Linked DNA regions of Mus musculus: regions 1 and 2 are each linked to region 3. A link is a contact called in public HiChIP or PLAC-seq and promoter capture Hi-C data. All regions are on one chromosome and are shown on one strand. Each heading gives the region's core, a stretch centred on a gene start, on an enhancer-like site or on the middle of the called end of the contact. The rest is flanking DNA. Distances are from core to core; before and after follow the strand shown. Region 1 overlaps Gm572 (predicted gene 572). Region 2 holds the start of Mtor (mechanistic target of rapamycin kinase). Region 3 holds the start of Exosc10 (exosome component 10).

Region 1 (2,700 bases), core at 45-2,544, 93 kb after region 3:
CTCTCACTGAGCCTAAAGCTCACCAATCCAGACAGATGAGCTAGCCAGGGAGCCCCTAGGAACCACATGACTCTGCTTCCCCGGTGCAGGGATTAGGGGTGCACTTCACCTAGGCTGGCTTTCCCCGAATATCGTGTACTTAATGATGGAGTCGTCTGTCTAACACTGTGTGGTTCTTTAAGCTGTGGAGAACCCTGAGGTGTGGGAAGGATTCTTGTCAAAGGGTTGGTGTGTGTGACAGGGATGTTCATTCAGAACTTCTGCCTCCCTTTGTGGCAGTCTGTCTGTCTGTCAGTCTGTCAGTCTGTCAGTCTGTCAGCAAATTCATCCCAACATCCTGGATTCTAGAACAAAACCACCTTCTTCTTCTTCTTCTTCTTCTTCTTCTTCTTCTTCTTCTTCTTCTTCTTCTTCTTCTTCTTCTTCTTCTTCTTCTTCTTCCTCTTCCTCCTCCTCCTCCTCCTCCTCTTCCTCTTCCTCCTCCTCCTCTTCCTCCTCTTCCTCTTCCTCTTCCTCCTCTTCTTCTTGTTCTCCTCCTCCTCCTTTTTTCTTTTCTTTTTTCTCTCTCTCCTTTAAACTGGCTGTAAATCTGCAGGGCTCCCTCATCAATAATGACTTAATCCTTAACGTGGATTCATTGTAAAATCTGTATCACAATGTTGCCTTTTCGGAAACCCTTTTTTTACATTGATGTCCTGGGAAGTATCCTCCCTCAGCATCCCCAGTTCCCGTCCCTGCCTCTCATCCCTGTTTCTTCTTTGGTGCTTGCTTGCTATGGAAGATTCCACTATTCATTTCTTTCTTTGTCTTTGCTGCTTGGTCCAAGTCTTGGCTACTGCCCATGGTAGGCATGCAAACAATATATCTCTGGGGCTAGGGTGTAATTCAGCGGTAGAGTGCTTGCTTAGCATTCTGATGCCCTGGATTTGACCCCGTAGCAGAGCAAAAATAAAAAAATAATAAAATCCATATATACATAAATATAATTGACTAGATGAGCTGTAATGGAGATGCTGCGCACCTGTAATCTGGGTATTTGGTAGGCAAAGGCAGGAGGGATTCCAAGTTAGAGGCTAGCCTGGGCTGTATAGCGAGGTTAAGATTAGCACACTGTCTTAAAACACAACACAACACAACAACAATAAAAGCAAGAAAAAATGAAAAGAAAACAGAACCAAAAATGAGATATAATTGCCCGGCTGTATGAAGACAGCCGAGGCAGCCCTGCTGGGCTGGGCACCTGCTCCATGCCCTTCGCTCTTCCTTGCAGGGCCATCTGTCTGGCTTGCATTCAGCCTGCTGTGTTCCCATGGATCCTCCCTGTCAGGTCAAACAAGGACAGGCCTCGCCCAGCGCATGGAGCTCTGACAGGTAAATCAATCAAGCTTTTCTGGTTCACAACAGGCTTTGGGCGGTCCCCTCTCCTCAGACGGACAACTTGCCATGCTTACATGGAAGGCAGAAGGCATCTGTAGCCAGCACACCGGCCTGGATGGCCGCCCAAGTGCTGGGATTCTCAGGGCAGCTGGTGCCAGAGGCAGGACCAGGCTTCCTCACATGGATGGCAGCACTTGTTTTGAAGTATCTGGCACAGGCTCTGCACCAGGCCTGGCAGGGAGACTTGGCGGCAACACAGTTTGTTGTTTTCACCTTTGCTGTTTGTTTGTTTGTTTTGAGACACGGTTTCTCTGTGTAGCCCTGGCTGTCCTGGGCTCACTATGTAGATCACGCTGGCCTTGAACTCAGAAATCCGCCTGCCTCTGCCTCCTGAGTGCTGGGATTAAAGGTGTGCGCCACCATTGCCAGACCTTTGTTGTTTGATTTTTGCTTTTTTCAAGACAAGGTTTCTCTGTTGCCCCTGCTGTCCTTTTGGAACTCTCTCTGATGCAGACCAGGCTGGCCTCAGAGATCTGCCTACCTCTGCCTTCTGAGTACTGGGATCAAAGGTGTGTGCCACTGCCTAGCTTGTTTTGTTTTTTGGTACAGGGTCTCAATATACAGCTTTGTCTGGCCTGGAACTTGTTATATAGACAGGCTAGCTTTGAACTTGAAGAAATCTCCTGGCCTCTTGACTCTCAAGTGCTGGGATTAAAGGTGTGCACCACTGCACCAGGATCACTAACTCATTTTTACATTAGAGTGCAGAGGAGTGAGGGACTTATCATCAATCTCCTGGCAAAGACTAGTAGAGCCCAGACTTCCTCAAACCAGTTGAGTCCTGGGGTCTCCATTGTCAGTCACTCACCACACAAAAGATACAACAAGAGTAGCACATGTTTGCTGAACGTTTATTCTGGTTCAAGCCCTGTGTTGTGATCCTCCACCCAACTCCCTCCTTTTTTAAAAAAAAAAAGATTTATTTATTATTATATCTACGCACACTGTAGCTGTCTTCAGACACACCAGAAGAGGGCATCAGATCTTATTACGGATGGTTGTGAGCCATCTGTGTACACAGCTACAGTGTACTTACATAATAAATAAATAAATCTTTGGGCTGGAATGAGTGGGGCCCGGAGCGAGCAGAGGTCCAGAGTTCTATTCCCAGCAACCACATGATGCTCACACCATCTGTATAGCAACAATGTACTCATATACATAAAATAATAAAAAAGAATTTATATATATATATATATATATATATATATATATATATATATATATATATATATATACTGTAGCTGCCTTCAGACACACCAG
Region 2 (2,700 bases), core at 31-2,530, 110 kb before region 3:
TACTTTGGTGTGTTTTTAATTTGTTTTTTAACTTAAAAACATTTAACGCTTTCAACTAATTGGAAATCTTTACCTTACTAGCAAATATTTATCTGCATTATCATTACTAATAGCTTCACATGTTTCTTTTAATATTAATGTGTTTAATAGTTCACTCAAATTCCTAATTCAAGCTATTTAGGAATTTTCAGTGTGTATTACAACACTGATAAAAAAATAAAGATTTAAACAAAAGATCTGCATAAATTTCATATGAAAAATTTTAATGATACATTTTTATATATTGGAGCAGGTTCTCTGGAAGGGCCTTAAACACTGAGAAATCTCCCTAGTTCAACCTTGAATTTCTGACCCTCTAAACCTCCACCACCAGAGTTCTGGGAAGACAGGCATGCACTTTACACAGTGCTGGGAATTGAACCCACGACTTTCATGCCTATCGGGCAAACACTCTTTATTTTTGGTTTTTCGAGACAGGGTTTCTCTGTGTAGTCCTGGCTGTCCTGGAACTCACTCTGTAGACTAGGCTGGCCTCGAACTCAGAAATCCACCTGCCTCTACCTCCCAAGTGCTGGGATTAAAGGCGTGCACCACCACGCCGGGGTGGGCAAACACTCTTATCGACTGGTTTACATCCCTAGCTCCGGCTATTGCCCGTTTGAAAAATAAAAAAAAATTTTTAAGGATTTTTCTTTAAAATCTTGTATTTAAAGTAGTTCGGTGATCATCTTATCCTGAGAATGAGCTCACAAGTAAGGCAATTTGGGGACAGTGAGAATAAAAAAAAACAAAAACAAAAACAAAAAAACCCTTGCAAATGCATATTCAGTTTTACAAACGAGAAAGCAAGAGTTCCTCAGTGAACCGATTTCCAAGATATGTCTTCTGCAGTGATTCGAGAGCGTCGGACACTCGGCCCCTTCTCAGCATCCCGAGCACGATCCCTAACCTCTGCCCCAGTTCTTTCAACAGGTCCTTAGGGTACCAAACCGTGGCTCCACACGGTCACAGCGTGTGTGGAGGGGACTTGTAGTAGCGACGTACCGGAAGTGTTCGTGGAAGTGACCGAAGTCAACTCACGACTGATTGGCTCTTCGGAATAGTCCTTCGCCTCCTTTTGCTTGCCACTGGTTGCTCGTTTTGTCTATTTGAACAATCCCCGCCCTCGAGAAGCCGGTCCCGAAGCTCCAATTCTTCATGATTATTGGTGGATGTTCCTCCCCATCTTCGAGCTCGGCCCGCTGATTGGTTGTAGCGCTTACGAGCCCGCCCTCCCCACCTCCCTGGCCTAGAAGACAGCGGGGAAGGCGGGTGTTGAGGCTGGGGGCCTGAAGCGGCGGTACCGGCTCCGGCGGCGGCAGCTGAGGCGGTGGCCGAAGCCGCGCGGTGAGTCTGGGGCCTGGAGTCGGGCGCTTGCGGCTGGCGGGACGGCCAGACTCCCAGCCAGTGTGGGCCGTGCTGGGGGAGGCCCGGGAAGCCGCCTGTCTGAACCGTACAGCGCCCCAGCACCAGCTCCGCGCCCTCGGGGAGACCCCCGCAGGCTGGCGGATCTGCTCCGGGCCTTCCGTGGAGCATTTAGGTCTCCTTCTCGGGCTCAGGACCTGGAACTCCAGACCCACCTACTGACGGTGGAGCCTGTCCCCAGGAGCTCCAGTTTCGGGATCTGCCCCCTACACTTCACCATGGAGACCTGCCAGGAACCCAGACCTCCGCGCCCACGCAGGGTCAGCCTCAGGGTCACGCCCTCCCTTCACGTTTCAACCTTTCAACTCGAATTCCCCTAAGGCATTCTCACAACCTTTGGGATTTGTGACTCAAATAGTTACTTTGAATCCAGCCTGGGGCAGCTGGCTTGTGGGTAAACCTTCAAGTGACTGTCTAATTACTGACGTGATGAGAATAGAAAGTCCAAGTCGGTCTCCTTCCCGCTGCCTCGTGTGCTTACACGCTCAGTAGTGGTTTCTTCCGCTCTAAAACGGCCCAGTTCCTTTTATAGTATTTTATTCCCCCTGTAGTGTAGCGTTTGAAAGCCTTTCAAGACTATTTTACTCCTTATGTTTTGTGTTTATCCCTAACCCCGGCATGACCTTGAATTTCTTGCCTCTCCCTCAGTGCTGGGCTTAAAGATGTGTGGCATCGTGCCTTGGTTATGAGGTGGTGGGGATTGAACAAGGGGTTCTGTGCATGTTAGGCTGTGTCTCACAGATTCTTTCAAAGCCAGAGTGCTTCGGGAATTGTTTTTGTTTTTTAGTATACTCTGGCAGGATAGGTGTATATGTTAGTTACTGCCATGGCATAGTGGGCTAGCCCCTTTTTAATGGCCACTTTATTGGGGTCCCCTGGATGGTAAACTTATTGAGGGAACAAACATCACATAGTTGAAAAATGAGTGATAGTGTTGAGCTCACCATTTGAGTGTGTTGCTATTTCCTATGGTGTGTGTGTGTGTATGTATGTATTTGTTTCTAGAACTGCCTTCCCAACCCAGTGAATGCCTGTTCGTCCTATGAAATGGTGCAGTACTTGTATATAACCTTTTGTATGCTTTAAATCACACCTCCCTTGCTTTTACCTTCAAACACTATGAATGGTTGTTATACTGTACCATACACTATGAATGGTTGTTATACTGTACCATACACTATGAATGGTTGTTATACTGTACCATACACTATGAATGGTTGTTATACTCTACCATGT
Region 3 (2,700 bases), core at 75-2,574:
CTTCAGAAGCCAAGCCTTGGATTTTGGGAGAACAGAAGATGGGTAACTGAGAAATACGGGTTTTGACTTAACTTACAAGAAAACTCATCATAAACATTGCTGACAGAATAATCCAGTTGGTCCTCTCAACCAGGGGCTCCAACGGCAAGGACACAGAGGTCGGCACTCCACTATCCTGTTACCTCACCCGTCCCTGGATGCAGTGGCGACATTTGCAGGATGGGCCAACATGGCTAAGAGAGTCTGTCTTCCGCCTGACCCCACGATGCTGAAACTCACAAGACCTGCCCTTCCAGGAGGACATTTGTTCAGAAGCCTGGCCACCGGGCATGAGCAGGTGTGCCAAGGATCTCCATGCGGGGCCACACTGGCTCTACTGTGTTCAGTGAGGGAGGGATATGCTGTATTTGCAGCAGGGACTCAGAACATAAATGCTGATCACAGAGGGACACACTAGAGCAGGTTGTGAGTTATAAGCAAAGTAAATATCCAACTAAATACACAAAGTATAAAGTAAAGCCACATCTAGACACCACGTTGTATCTGAGTAAATTTTGTGCCAATAAATGACATCAGAATTTTAAAAGCATATATGTGTATGACTGGCTTTCTGTTCATCATTTTGTAAATTCTGTTATTGGGCTTTGGATTAAACTCAGTGGTGAGCCACTGACTAACAGGCACAGGAGCTAACACCATTACATTCCAGCACTAGACAGGCAACCATGGGTCTCTTGAGTTTCAGGACTACACAGAAAACCCTGTCATAATAAACGAGAATACATACATACATACATACATACATACATACATACATACATACACACACACACACATAGGCGTGTCACTTTATCAGTATGGCACATGTATGTATGTGTATGGGTGCCCATGTCAGCCAGTTGAAGTCATCTGCTCCCTTGGAACTGGAGTTACAAGTGGTCATGAACTTCAAGCCTGCGTGCTGTGGTCCTCTTTAAAAAAAAACAGCGAGTGTTCTTAACTGCTTCAAAACCTCCCTTCCCTCCCTCGCCCAATGTTTTAAACAAATTGGAAAAACCCAATCCTAACGTGGTTTTGCACGTCTTTAATCCCAGCACTTGAGTGGATGAGGCAGGCGGATCGGAGGTGAAGAGCTAGCTTTAAATGTGATTTTGATTGTACCCTCCCTCCAGTTCTCAGGCGAGGCCACAGGTTTGTTAGGATACAGCGTGAAATCAAAGAAAAGCCTAAATTTCCCCATCGTTAAGGCAAGACCCACAAAGCTACGCTACTTGGTGAGGGGTGGGGGGAGGATTTAACCGCGCGCATGCGTGTTACGCCCGCCTCGGGCAGCCGGAACAATCTCGCGAGAAGAGCCGCCCTAGGACGGAAAAATGGCGCCTCCCAGTCCCCGGGAGCATCAGTCCGCGCCGGCGACCAGTGCGACCAAGCCTGACGCGGAGATGGTACTGCCTGGCTTCCCCGATGCAGACAGCTTCGTAAAGGTGAGTTCGCGGGCCCTGGGGCTCCCCAGGAGCCCCCTGTTCTGGCCGGAAACGGGTCTGAGGCTACGGGCTTCCGGCGCCCGTCACGGCGGCCTGACGGCGCGCACGGAGAGCGGGAGAGGAGGGCTCCGCGCTTCCGGTGTGAGCGCGTGTGGCTTCGCGTGTCGAGCCGTGTCCGCGGCCTCGGAGGGGCGTCCTTGTCACTACCTCTCCCGAGGGGCCCGACAGCTGGGAGACGCTCCCTCCCATTGCTCACCCCGCTGCTGCCCTGACGTCCGTTACCCCAATCTCGTGGGTTGACTGTCCCCCGTCACGGGTGACATCAAGCCTCTCCAAGTGTCAAAGGACCTCTTGAGAAGGAGCATAGAGTTTTTTTTTTTTTAATTTATTTAAAGTCTTTGTTCACAAAATTCATGATGCTGTCATTAGGCCTTCACACCTCCCATCTGCCGGGGTCCCCCAACCGTAAGATCATTTTCATTGATGGCCTTGCTGCAAGCAATCTATGTAGACATTAACTTCAAAGTAAATTGCGATCCTCTTGTTAGTTTAAAAAAATATATTATTTTCGTCGCTAATTTGTAACAGTAATTTTGCTACCGTTATGAATCATAATGTAAGCAGGCAGGGTATTGGTGGGTCTGTGACCCATTATTTATCAACGACAGCTGCTTCTGATTGTTTACCCTTAACTACCTCACAACAGTCTTATCGAAAGCACTGGATATAAAATGGTCATCTGAGTGGGGTGGGAGTGGTGCACACCTTTAATCCCAGCACTTGGGAGGCAGAGGCAGGCGGATCTCTGTATGTCTGAGCCCATCCTAACCCAGGTCCTGTAAGAGAAGTGCTAAGCGCTCTTTTAACACTGAGTCTCTCCAGCTCTTGTGAGGTTTTTTTTTTTTATTTATTTCTGTTGAATGGACAGGAATCCGTGTCTAAAATGTGTCTTTTTCTCTGGATTTTCAGTTTGCACTTGGGTCGGTAGTGGCAGTTACCAAGGCATCCGGGGGCCTGCCACAGTTCGGTGACGAGTATGATTTTTACAGAAGTTTCCCTGCCTTCCAGGCATTCTGTGAGACACAAGGAGACAGGTTACTGCAGTGGTAAGTTTATTACGTTGATTGAAAGAAAGAGGGGCTGGAGAGATGGCTGAGCGGTTAAGAGCACTAACTGTTCTTCCAAAGGTCCAGAGTTCAAATCCCAGCAACCAACC

The links. Promoter capture Hi-C pulls out the DNA fragments that hold promoters and counts their contacts. HiChIP or PLAC-seq counts read pairs in DNA pulled down with a chosen protein or histone mark.
Region 1: a contact with region 3 is called in an H3K27ac HiChIP or PLAC-seq map of embryonic stem cells, with 7 read pairs. The contact joins the enhancer-like site here to the promoter of Exosc10 in region 3. A contact is called at or near these places in 2 of 39 promoter capture datasets (both in liver), 2 of 115 datasets of contacts at active chromatin or transcription factors (embryonic stem cells and microglia) and 3 of 9 other capture datasets (adipose tissue, liver and pancreatic islet).
Region 2: a promoter capture Hi-C map of embryonic stem cells shows a contact between it and region 3, with 4 times the contacts expected there. The contact joins the promoter of Mtor here to the promoter of Exosc10 in region 3. A contact is called at or near these places in 14 of 39 promoter capture datasets (the HPC-7 cell line, HPC-7-derived erythroid cells, cranial neural crest and 8 more), 14 of 484 Hi-C or Micro-C datasets (B cells, CD4 T cells, CD8 T cells and 8 more), 11 of 115 datasets of contacts at active chromatin or transcription factors (the 230-238 cell line, CD8 T cells, the SCID.adh cell line and 4 more) and 4 of 9 other capture datasets (adipose tissue, embryonic stem cells, liver and 1 more).

What each region holds. Positions count from the first base shown.
Region 1 is chr4:148,649,872-148,652,571 of GRCm38.p6, forward strand. It overlaps Gm572 (predicted gene 572), which reads left to right. Exons shown (of 12, transcript NM_001368835.1): 2 at 1,271-1,371. Among named protein-coding and RNA genes, the nearest start is that of Gm572, 7.9 kb to the left of the region's middle. Within about 2 kb of position 1,295, at least 25 of the 459 cell types and tissues checked have an H3K27ac peak or open chromatin away from gene starts, as enhancers often do. A contact at or near this core is called in embryonic stem cells and pancreatic islet, where this site is marked.
Region 2 is chr4:148,447,302-148,450,001 of GRCm38.p6, forward strand. It overlaps Mtor (mechanistic target of rapamycin kinase), which reads left to right and starts at 1,281. Exons shown (of 58, transcript NM_020009.2): 1 at 1,281-1,386.
Region 3 is chr4:148,557,095-148,559,794 of GRCm38.p6, forward strand. It overlaps Exosc10 (exosome component 10), which reads left to right and starts at 1,325. Exons shown (of 25, transcript NM_016699.3): 1 at 1,325-1,484; 2 at 2,454-2,590. The coding sequence starts at 1,374. It overlaps Mtor (mechanistic target of rapamycin kinase), which reads left to right. Exons shown (of 58, transcript NM_020009.2): 58 at 1-591.